Linked DNA regions of Canis lupus: region 2 is linked to region 1. The links are chromatin contacts, called in public Hi-C maps. All regions are on one chromosome and are shown on one strand. The core of a region is the stretch at or near the end of the contact, and the rest is flanking DNA. Distances in the headings are between cores, read along the strand shown.

Evidence for each region. A called contact is a pair of places that touch in the nucleus more often than the background predicts.
Region 2: a Hi-C map of liver shows a contact between it and region 1, with 3 times the contacts expected there. The contact joins the promoter of LGR4 here to the enhancer-like site in region 1. A contact is called at or near these places in 2 of 9 Hi-C or Micro-C datasets (amygdala and liver).

The regions. Positions count from the first base shown.
Region 1 is chr21:48,845,446-48,849,472 of UU_Cfam_GSD_1.0, reverse strand. LGR4 (leucine-rich repeat-containing G-protein coupled receptor 4) reads left to right here. Exons shown (of 18, transcript XM_038569287.1): 12 at 1-32; 13 at 729-800; 14 at 2,465-2,536; 15 at 2,824-2,949; 16 at 3,840-3,955. Among named protein-coding and RNA genes, the nearest start is that of LGR4, 92 kb to the left of the region's middle. Within about 2 kb of position 1,767, at least 3 of the 20 cell types and tissues checked have an H3K27ac peak or open chromatin away from gene starts, as enhancers often do. A contact at or near this core is called in liver, where this site is marked.
Region 2 is chr21:48,937,136-48,941,162 of UU_Cfam_GSD_1.0, reverse strand. It overlaps LGR4 (leucine-rich repeat-containing G-protein coupled receptor 4), which reads left to right and starts at 1,873. Exons shown (of 18, transcript XM_038569287.1): 1 at 1,873-2,057. The coding sequence starts at 1,873.

The DNA.
Region 1 (4,027 bases), core at 518-3,017:
AGCTTTGATGGTTGCCATGCTCTGGAAGAAATGTAAGTGGGTCTTTGATATATACTCTTTTTGCTGTGGTTTATTGTTGATTCATCGAACGAACATGTTCTATTTTAAGTAATGGCTTTACTATTAAGAATTCAGAAATATTAAGGAAAGACATGCGTATAGTCAAGTGTTCCTGTGAATAAATGTCAAATCGTACTAGGTATGGTCGTGCAGCCAGCGTATATTGGGTACTTATCGGGCATTCTGTGAGATTTCATGGGCGGAGGGCTGTGTACACCAAAAAACACACAAATAAAACCTGTTCTTGGCTATTGAGGGAAACCAAACGTGGACACCTACTGTGTACCTATAAGCTCTGGTGGAAGTTGGTTTGGAGCAGGGAGAGGAGGGGGGTTCATTCTCCCTTTCCTGATCCCTTTCTTCCTACAGCATTTGGTATGGTTGTCTTGTCCTGAGTCCCTTTTTTTTTTTTTTTTTTTTACCATGTGGCCTTCCTGCTCTCCTGAGTGAGGTTGCTAAGGAATTTAGTTAGTACACGTTAATTCCCAGTATCCATTGGGATGGAATACCAATTAGTCCAACCCTTTGGTGTTACAACCGAGGAAATGGCAGTTCTCTTTACTTTCAACGAGATCAATCAGTGTTAATCAGGAATTTAAACTGAGAAAATGTTGAAGAGATGTTCTCTTTCAAATTCAAAAAATATATATATATATATTTTTTTTTAGTTCTCTGCAACGTAATCAGATCCACCAAATAAAAGAAGGTACTTTTCAAGGCCTGGTCTCTCTGCGGATCCTGTAAGTTTCTCTTTGATTATTTAGAAACAAATACAATTTTTGTCCACCTATAAATTAATACATTATAATTCCCATAAGTGATACACTTAAAGATGCAATTTATTATGTATAAGTATTGTTCAAATTATACCACGTGGTGCTTTATCAATAATCTGCTTTCAGTATTTTTTTTTAACCTTTCACTTTTTATTTAGTAATTTTTACCTTAGCTGATTTATGATACCGTACATTGGTAGGTGAAAAAGCGTAATGTGTGTATAACCTGAGAAATGGAGCTTGTTTGTTTTCTCGTGGTACTAATGAGGTTTGCAAGTGCATTAGGGCAGCGAGAGGCAAAGGGTCCAGCCTGCCTCCGATTTTGGCAAGTTAGGTTTTATTGGAACACAGCCTTGCCCTTTCGTGTAAGCGTTGTCCAGGGCTGCTTTTACCATACTGTGGCAGAGTTGACTAGTAAGGGGCCATATGACCTAATGGTGAAAATATTTACCCCCTGGCCCTCCACACAAGAAATTTGCTGACCCTTGCACTGGGGTATGTATCATAACAAATATAGCTAATAATATGCAGCAGAAGCACTCATTGGAAAAAATGTATTTGTATTTGAGTGTGTATTTGTGCCAAATACTCTATTAAGCACTTGGAGATAGAGAGGTGGCTAAGACAGGCCTTGTCCCCGCCTTCACAGAACCTCAGTGCAGGAAACACAACACACTGAAATACAGTGAGCATTTTTAAAATAACAGAGCAAATTTGGAAATGTGAAGATGGAGTGAAATTACATGTATTGAATCCTATCTTCCAGTAGCTCTCCAGTAAGACATTGAAAATGCTTTCTACTAGAAAATATTTTGTTAGAGGTTGGGATCCTTCCTTGTGCCTGACAGGCTTGCCGTGTGTGGGTCTGGGCAGTAGCGAGGAAGGGGGCTGGCTCCTAGCTGCCATCACTTCTGGAGCGCTGATAAGCGACAACAATGAAAAGCTGGCCTTTCCATGATTCGGAACCAAGTTTGTCCGGCTGTCTGTTATCTGGGAGATGCGTAATGGAATGACTTTATCCAGCCTCTGAATTTCCATCAAGGCTCCGTCTAAGTGTGGTTGCAGATTATTTCTCTGTGTTACTAATTTCTCAGGGTGTGTTTTTGAATATAGTACAGCTCTGGTGTTGATATGATTTTTATTTCCTGCTCAGGGGGGAAAAGAATGATATCTGAAGCCCTTCTGGAATGCTCTTGTTTACATATTGATTGTTTGTCTTCCGTGGGGGCCTTATCACTGACCTTTGAGAAGGCAAATAGTATGAAACCTGTTTTTATTTTCAGCTTTGTCAGGAGCTGAGTTTTTCTTCGCCTACTAAATAGTGCCAAAGGTTATATCACATCATTTATATTTTTGAACTGGTACCAGAATGATAAGGTGGAGAAAATTCACAACTGTTTTAAAACAGATGCCAGCTAGAATTACTGAGCCGCGGAACCCATTCCAAGAAATAGATTTTCGTGAAGGGGGGGAGGGATTGAACATAAACACGAAGTTGTTGGACAAGATTAATAAGATTTGTTATCTTATCAGGGATACTGTGACTACTTCAGATTCCAAAGTATAGTCAAACTAACTGCAATTTGAATTTATTTGGAAAGATTAACATGATCCTCTTGCCCTTGCAGAGATCTGAGTAGGAACCAGATCCATGAAATTCACAACAGAGCTTTTGCCAAGCTTGGGTCAATAACTAACCTGTAAGTTGATGATTTTATGCAGTCATACCGTGAAGGTGATGCATAATCTACAGAAACTTGTGTCTTAGCATTGTCCTACGGAAGTATTTTCCTGTTCGGTTGCTCCCTTGCGTAAATGCGAACCTGCATTGATAGGGTAATGCCTTCTTAGATGGCAATATGAATGCCAGGCCTGTTGTTTCAGCACAGCTGAACTTCCTCTTGGGGCTCTAATATTTATGATGTTTACACACGTACAGATGTTCTTGCATCTTAGGAGTTAATGTGAGCTCTCATTCACATTTCAGAGATATAAGTTTCAATGAATTAACTTCATTTCCTACGGAAGGCCTCAGTGGACTAAATCAGCTGAAACTTGTTGGCAACTTGAAGCTAAAAGAAGCCTTGGCAGCAAAAGATTTTGTTAATCTCAGGTGTGTTTTTGCTTATTTTTCTTTTTTGTTGAACCTATGGCGAGCCCCTAAATTATAGAGTATGCTGGTTTTTTGCTGTGGTTCCCAGATTTTCTGGGAGGCTATAATTTAAGAGTATTTTCTACCTCAGTCCTCACAAATTTGGTAAAAAGTAGAACACAAGCATTATTTCCTAGATTTTGAGATCATGAATTGGAGCCCTTGAGACTGTCAGGGAGATAACATAGCCATTCATCAGACTGGCTTTTTTTTTTTTTTTTTTTTAACTTTTTACAGCAGATTTGTCACTAACACTGTAGCAGGAACCACATAAATGTGAACCTACAGAAAACTGACACAATGCTATATTTCACAAAGACATTTTGATATAATAGAGACAGGACTTGCGGATAGTACTGTGGGAGAAGAGAATAAATATTTTTACTATACTTTGTGAACAGAATAAATTCATTTAATGGTAAAAAGTTGTAAATTATCTGAGACATTACTTTTAACTGAAACTACGAGTATCATATGATAAATTAGGCATGGTTTATTCATGGGTTAAAGGAGTCTGATAAGATTTCACTTTAAACTGCTGTATTACTGCTAAATTTTATTTTATTTTTATTTTTTATTTTTTTTACTGCTAAATTTTAAATATGGGTTGTTTTAAAATCAGTTTTTAAAAGCTTATATCAGATGAAGAGAGGAAGTCAGGGTTGTCATCTGACACCAGAGTCTTTTCACAGATGGGGATACTGAGGCCCCAGAGAGGCTAGTGGCCAGCGTTTAAAGCATGTGACAGGTCTTTCTGACTCCCGGGGCTCTTAAAGCTGGAAGTACTTTCTACAAAACAAAAGCATCTGTGTGAGGTTGTTATTCAATGTAGGTCTTACCATTTTTTCCAGGTCTTTATCAGTACCATATGCTTATCAGTGTTGTGCATTTTGGGGTTGTGACTCGTATGCACATTCAAACACGGAAGATACCAGCCTCCAAGACCACAGTGTGGCAAAGGAGAAAGGCAAGTGCATGTACTTTTAAGAACAGAACACTCTCGATGCCGCTGATTAAAGTCTCTCCTATTGTAATCGTT
Region 2 (4,027 bases), core at 624-3,123, 92 kb before region 1:
GTCCTGTGATGGTCTTGGGCAGAGCACAGGACTTGAGGGCTTCAGATTTCTCATCTATGAAACCAGGGGCTTGTCCATATATCTTTAAGTTCTCTTTCAGACACACAATCAGAGGAAACATGTCATTCTTAAAAACTGTAAGTCCAAGCACGTTTGTATTTATCCACTCTCTAGCGTATAAATCACTTTATTGTATGTTAGTCATGGACCCAACGGGGCATTGTTTTTTGAAGATAAACTCTCAAATGCAAAGCTGATTGGCAGTGTTCCGTTTCAAACTTCTTAGGTCTGTTTCAACTTATTTCCATTTTCTTTAATTTTACCTAGGTGAGGTGAGTGGTAAACTTCACGGTAGCATCTTCAACCCCACCTGCCTTAAAGCATTCAGGAAAACCATCTTCGACGTAGATAATAAAACAACCCAAAAGGCGCAGTGGAAAGGGAGAGGGGAGGCGCCCATAAGACAGTATTGGGTGCGAATAATGACTTCCACGGGGTTGCGAAGCCACAGAAGTCCACAAGGGGAGGGGATGCTGACCATTACCCGCCCCCAAAGTTGCTGCTGACTTCTCAGTGTTTTCTCCCTTTGCAAAAAGTGTGCAGTGTTTGGAAACATCAGCCCCGTGGCCTCTTAGGAGATTCCTGCGTTTGAGGGTTTTAAGGTCCCTGAGAAGGACTCTGGGTGGAGAGCACCCGAACTCCGTGTCCTGGGTGGTTCACTGCTTGCTAAGACCTAGCTCCCCGGTGCCTCTCCACGGAGGTGCACAGAGCTCAGGTGCAGGGAGGGGCCTGGATGCGCGGGCTGCGCTGCTTTGCTGCGGGGCAGAGCCGGAGCCTCGGAGCAAGCCCGCGTGCGTGTCCCAAGAAGGGAGGCTTGTCCCCTCCTCCTCGAGACCTTCTTCCCCTTTGCACAGCTCGCAGGGTCCGCGCCCTCCGGGCCGCGCAGGTCGCCGCTGTAGGGGCTGCCGCCGTGCCCCGGGGCCGGGCCGGGCCGGAGCCCCCCCATTCCCCCCATCCCCCCCGCCCCGCCCGGGCCGGCCTCGCGGAGGAGCGTCCCGGGGCCCCGCTGTCACTCACGCGCGGGGACCCGCCCCCGCGGCCCTGCCCCGGCCCTGCCCGCCGATGAGCGCGGCGCCCGCCGGCCAATGGCGCTCCGCGGGCCCGGGCGCTCGGCACCGACCTGGGTGATTTGCATAACCCGGCGGCCCGGGGCCCGCGGCGCGCAGCCCTGCACCGAGCGGGACGCCAGGCGGCGGGGGCGGCGGCGGCGGCGGCGGCGGCGGCGGGGAGCGAGCCCGGGGGTCTGCGCGGGAGCCGGGCGGGGGGCGGGGCGGGGCGGGGCGGGATGGCTGCGGGCGGCGCCGCGCGGCGCTGAGGGGCCCGGGGGCCGGGCCGGGGCGGGAGCCATGGCCGAGCGCGGCGCCCGCGGCTGCGCACGGCCGGGCCGGCTGGCCTGAGCCGCGGGAGGAGCGGGGCTGCGTCTGCGCTTCCATGGGGCGGCGGGGGGGGGCCGCACGCCGGAGCGCCGCGTCCCTGCGCTGCTGCCGCGGGCCGCTGAGCCCGCCGACCACACGCCCGCCCCGGCCCGAGCCCGGGCTGCAGCCGCCGCCGGAGCCCCAGTCCCCGCCGAGCCCGGGCTGCACCCGGAGCCGCAGCCGGAGCCGCAGCCAGAGCCGCAGCCCGAGCTGCACCCGGAGCGCGAGCTGCACCCGGAGCCGCAGCCGGAGCCGGAGCCGCAGCCGCAGCCGCAGCCGCAGCCGGAGCGCGAGCTGCACCCGGAGCCGCAGCCAGAGCCGGAGCCGCAGCCCGAGCTGCACCCGGAGCGTGAGCCGCAGCCCGAGCCGGAGCCCGCCCGGCCGCCCCGCCGCCGCGATGCCGGGCCCGCTGGGGCTGCTGTGCCTCCTCGCCCTGGGGCTGCGCGGCGCGGCCGAGCCCAGCGGAGCGGCGCCCCCCCTCTGCGCGGCGCCCTGCAGCTGCGACGGCGACCGTCGGGTGGACTGCTCGGGGAAGGGGCTGACGGCCGTGCCCGAGGGCCTGAGCGCCTTCACCCAAGCGCTGTGAGTGCGGGGACGGGGTGCGGGAGGCCGGGGCTGCAGGGACGGGGCGCTGCGGGCGGGGGCGGGGGCGGGGCCACCCGCGTGGGGGCTGCTGGGCGGCGCCCCCGCCTGCCCGGGAGGAGGAAGCCGGAGCCCCCCGCGAGCCCCCCGCGAGCCCCCCGCCGCGGGCTCACAGACCCGGCCGCGGGGGGACACCTGCCCCCGCCAGGGCGAGCCCCGCCCGGTGGCCCCGGGCCGCCCCCTCGGGCCAGGGCGCAGGGGCCTCCACCGCGGGGGGCGGCCCAGACCCCGCTCCTGCGCCCCCCGCCCCCCCAGGCCCGAGGTCCAGAAGCGGGAGGAGCCCGAGCAGGTGGGGGCGGCCTCGGCGGAGCCACCCAGAGGGAAGCAGCGCTGGGGGCCGCGGGCGGGCAGGTGCGGGCCGGGCGCTGTGGGCCGCGGAGCCCTCGCCGCGGGAGCGGAGGCTTCCGAAGGGTCCTGGGTGCAGGGACCTCCCCACCCCCCCAGCCGAGGCGGGGACCCCCGGAGCAGCCGGCCGCCCGGGTCCTTGCGGTGCCGCCCGGGTCCTTGCGGTGCGGCCCGGGCCTCGCTGCGCCTCCCGGCGGCTGCGCCGAGGCCTCCCTCTGCTGCGCTGCAGCCCGGCCCGCGACTCTGCCTCACCCTCGGCCTCCAGCTCCCCCCCTTCATTTTTCCTGCCTCCCCTGTCACTTAGGGGCTTCAAGTCCTTCTCCTCCCGTAGAGTGAAATTGACTTTTTACCAAAGAAAATCGCTTTTGCGGCAAAGAGCAACTTACCCCCCCCCCCCCCCAGAAGGTACATTGCAAGTGGGCAGGTGGGACTGGGAGTGGGGAAAAGCGAGGCAGGGAGGACGGGGTAGGGGAGACCGGGCTGTTTCTTCCTGTCTCCTGAAGCTTAAGGAATTCATGCAGGAAGAGGTGCCTCTACCTGACGTCCCTCAAGCCTCTCGAGTCCTAGAAAAGCATGTTTTTACTGTCGTGACCAGGAGTAGAGACCTTGTCTAGCCGATTCCTCCGGTTTTGATGAGGAGACTTGTCCAGTGATTAAAAGGGCTCTTTTACACCCATACCTAAAACCACGGTGAAATAACCACACGTCGATGACCGCGCGCTCCTGTCTGCAGAGCATCTTTAGGATGCACTGGGGGTAGTACAGGGCCACGGTGTCCGCTGGGCGCCTAACAGAACTCAGTGTTGGAGGCTTGGGAAACCCGTGGTCGGCGCCCTGCAGGTTAGAGTGCCCGCTGCCGGGAGCAGGTGTGCTCTCTGTGACCTGCAGCTGCAGCGAGCGGACATCCCCATGATCCTTACTGCATCTCAGCACTCTTCATTCTCAAGAGCATATATTATGGGACTGCCCCACCTAAAGGGCGTTTCAAGGGCAGTGGGTTTGCATTTTGAGAAAGCAGCTAGTTTGCTGAATCTTCCAAAGCCGAGATGAGGCCGGGCAGAGGCCGTGGGTGTGCACCCTCCGATTGCTTTGGGATCACCTGGGATCTTGTTCCAAGTACTTCTGACCTGCTGCCCCATTATAGCTTTAGTGAGCCACAGTGACACACCAAGGGGCTAGACCCATGGTCCCGGACTTTTGTTCGCCGATTCCTAATTTCCGGAGCCTGCGCACCCGTGCCTGTTACACGGAAGAAGACTACAGACACAGATACACGTCAAAAAAGATGAGGCTGATGAATCAAAGTTCTTTTATTTGCTTCTCTTGGCTCAGTGGTAGATGGGGTTTCTTCAACTCCCCTGGGGATGTCTGCATCCCACCTTGGAGACCCTGGGACCGAGCAAGAGCACAGATTTGCTTTTGCTCAGCTTGGGGTCCACGGGGCCTGGTACACAGGAGGCCCTTGAAAACGTTGCAGTGAAGAGAGAATAACTGGAGGCCACACCGAAGGCAGACTCGGGGCTTGGAATTCAGACGCCATTCCCACACAGGATTGCCAAATCCAG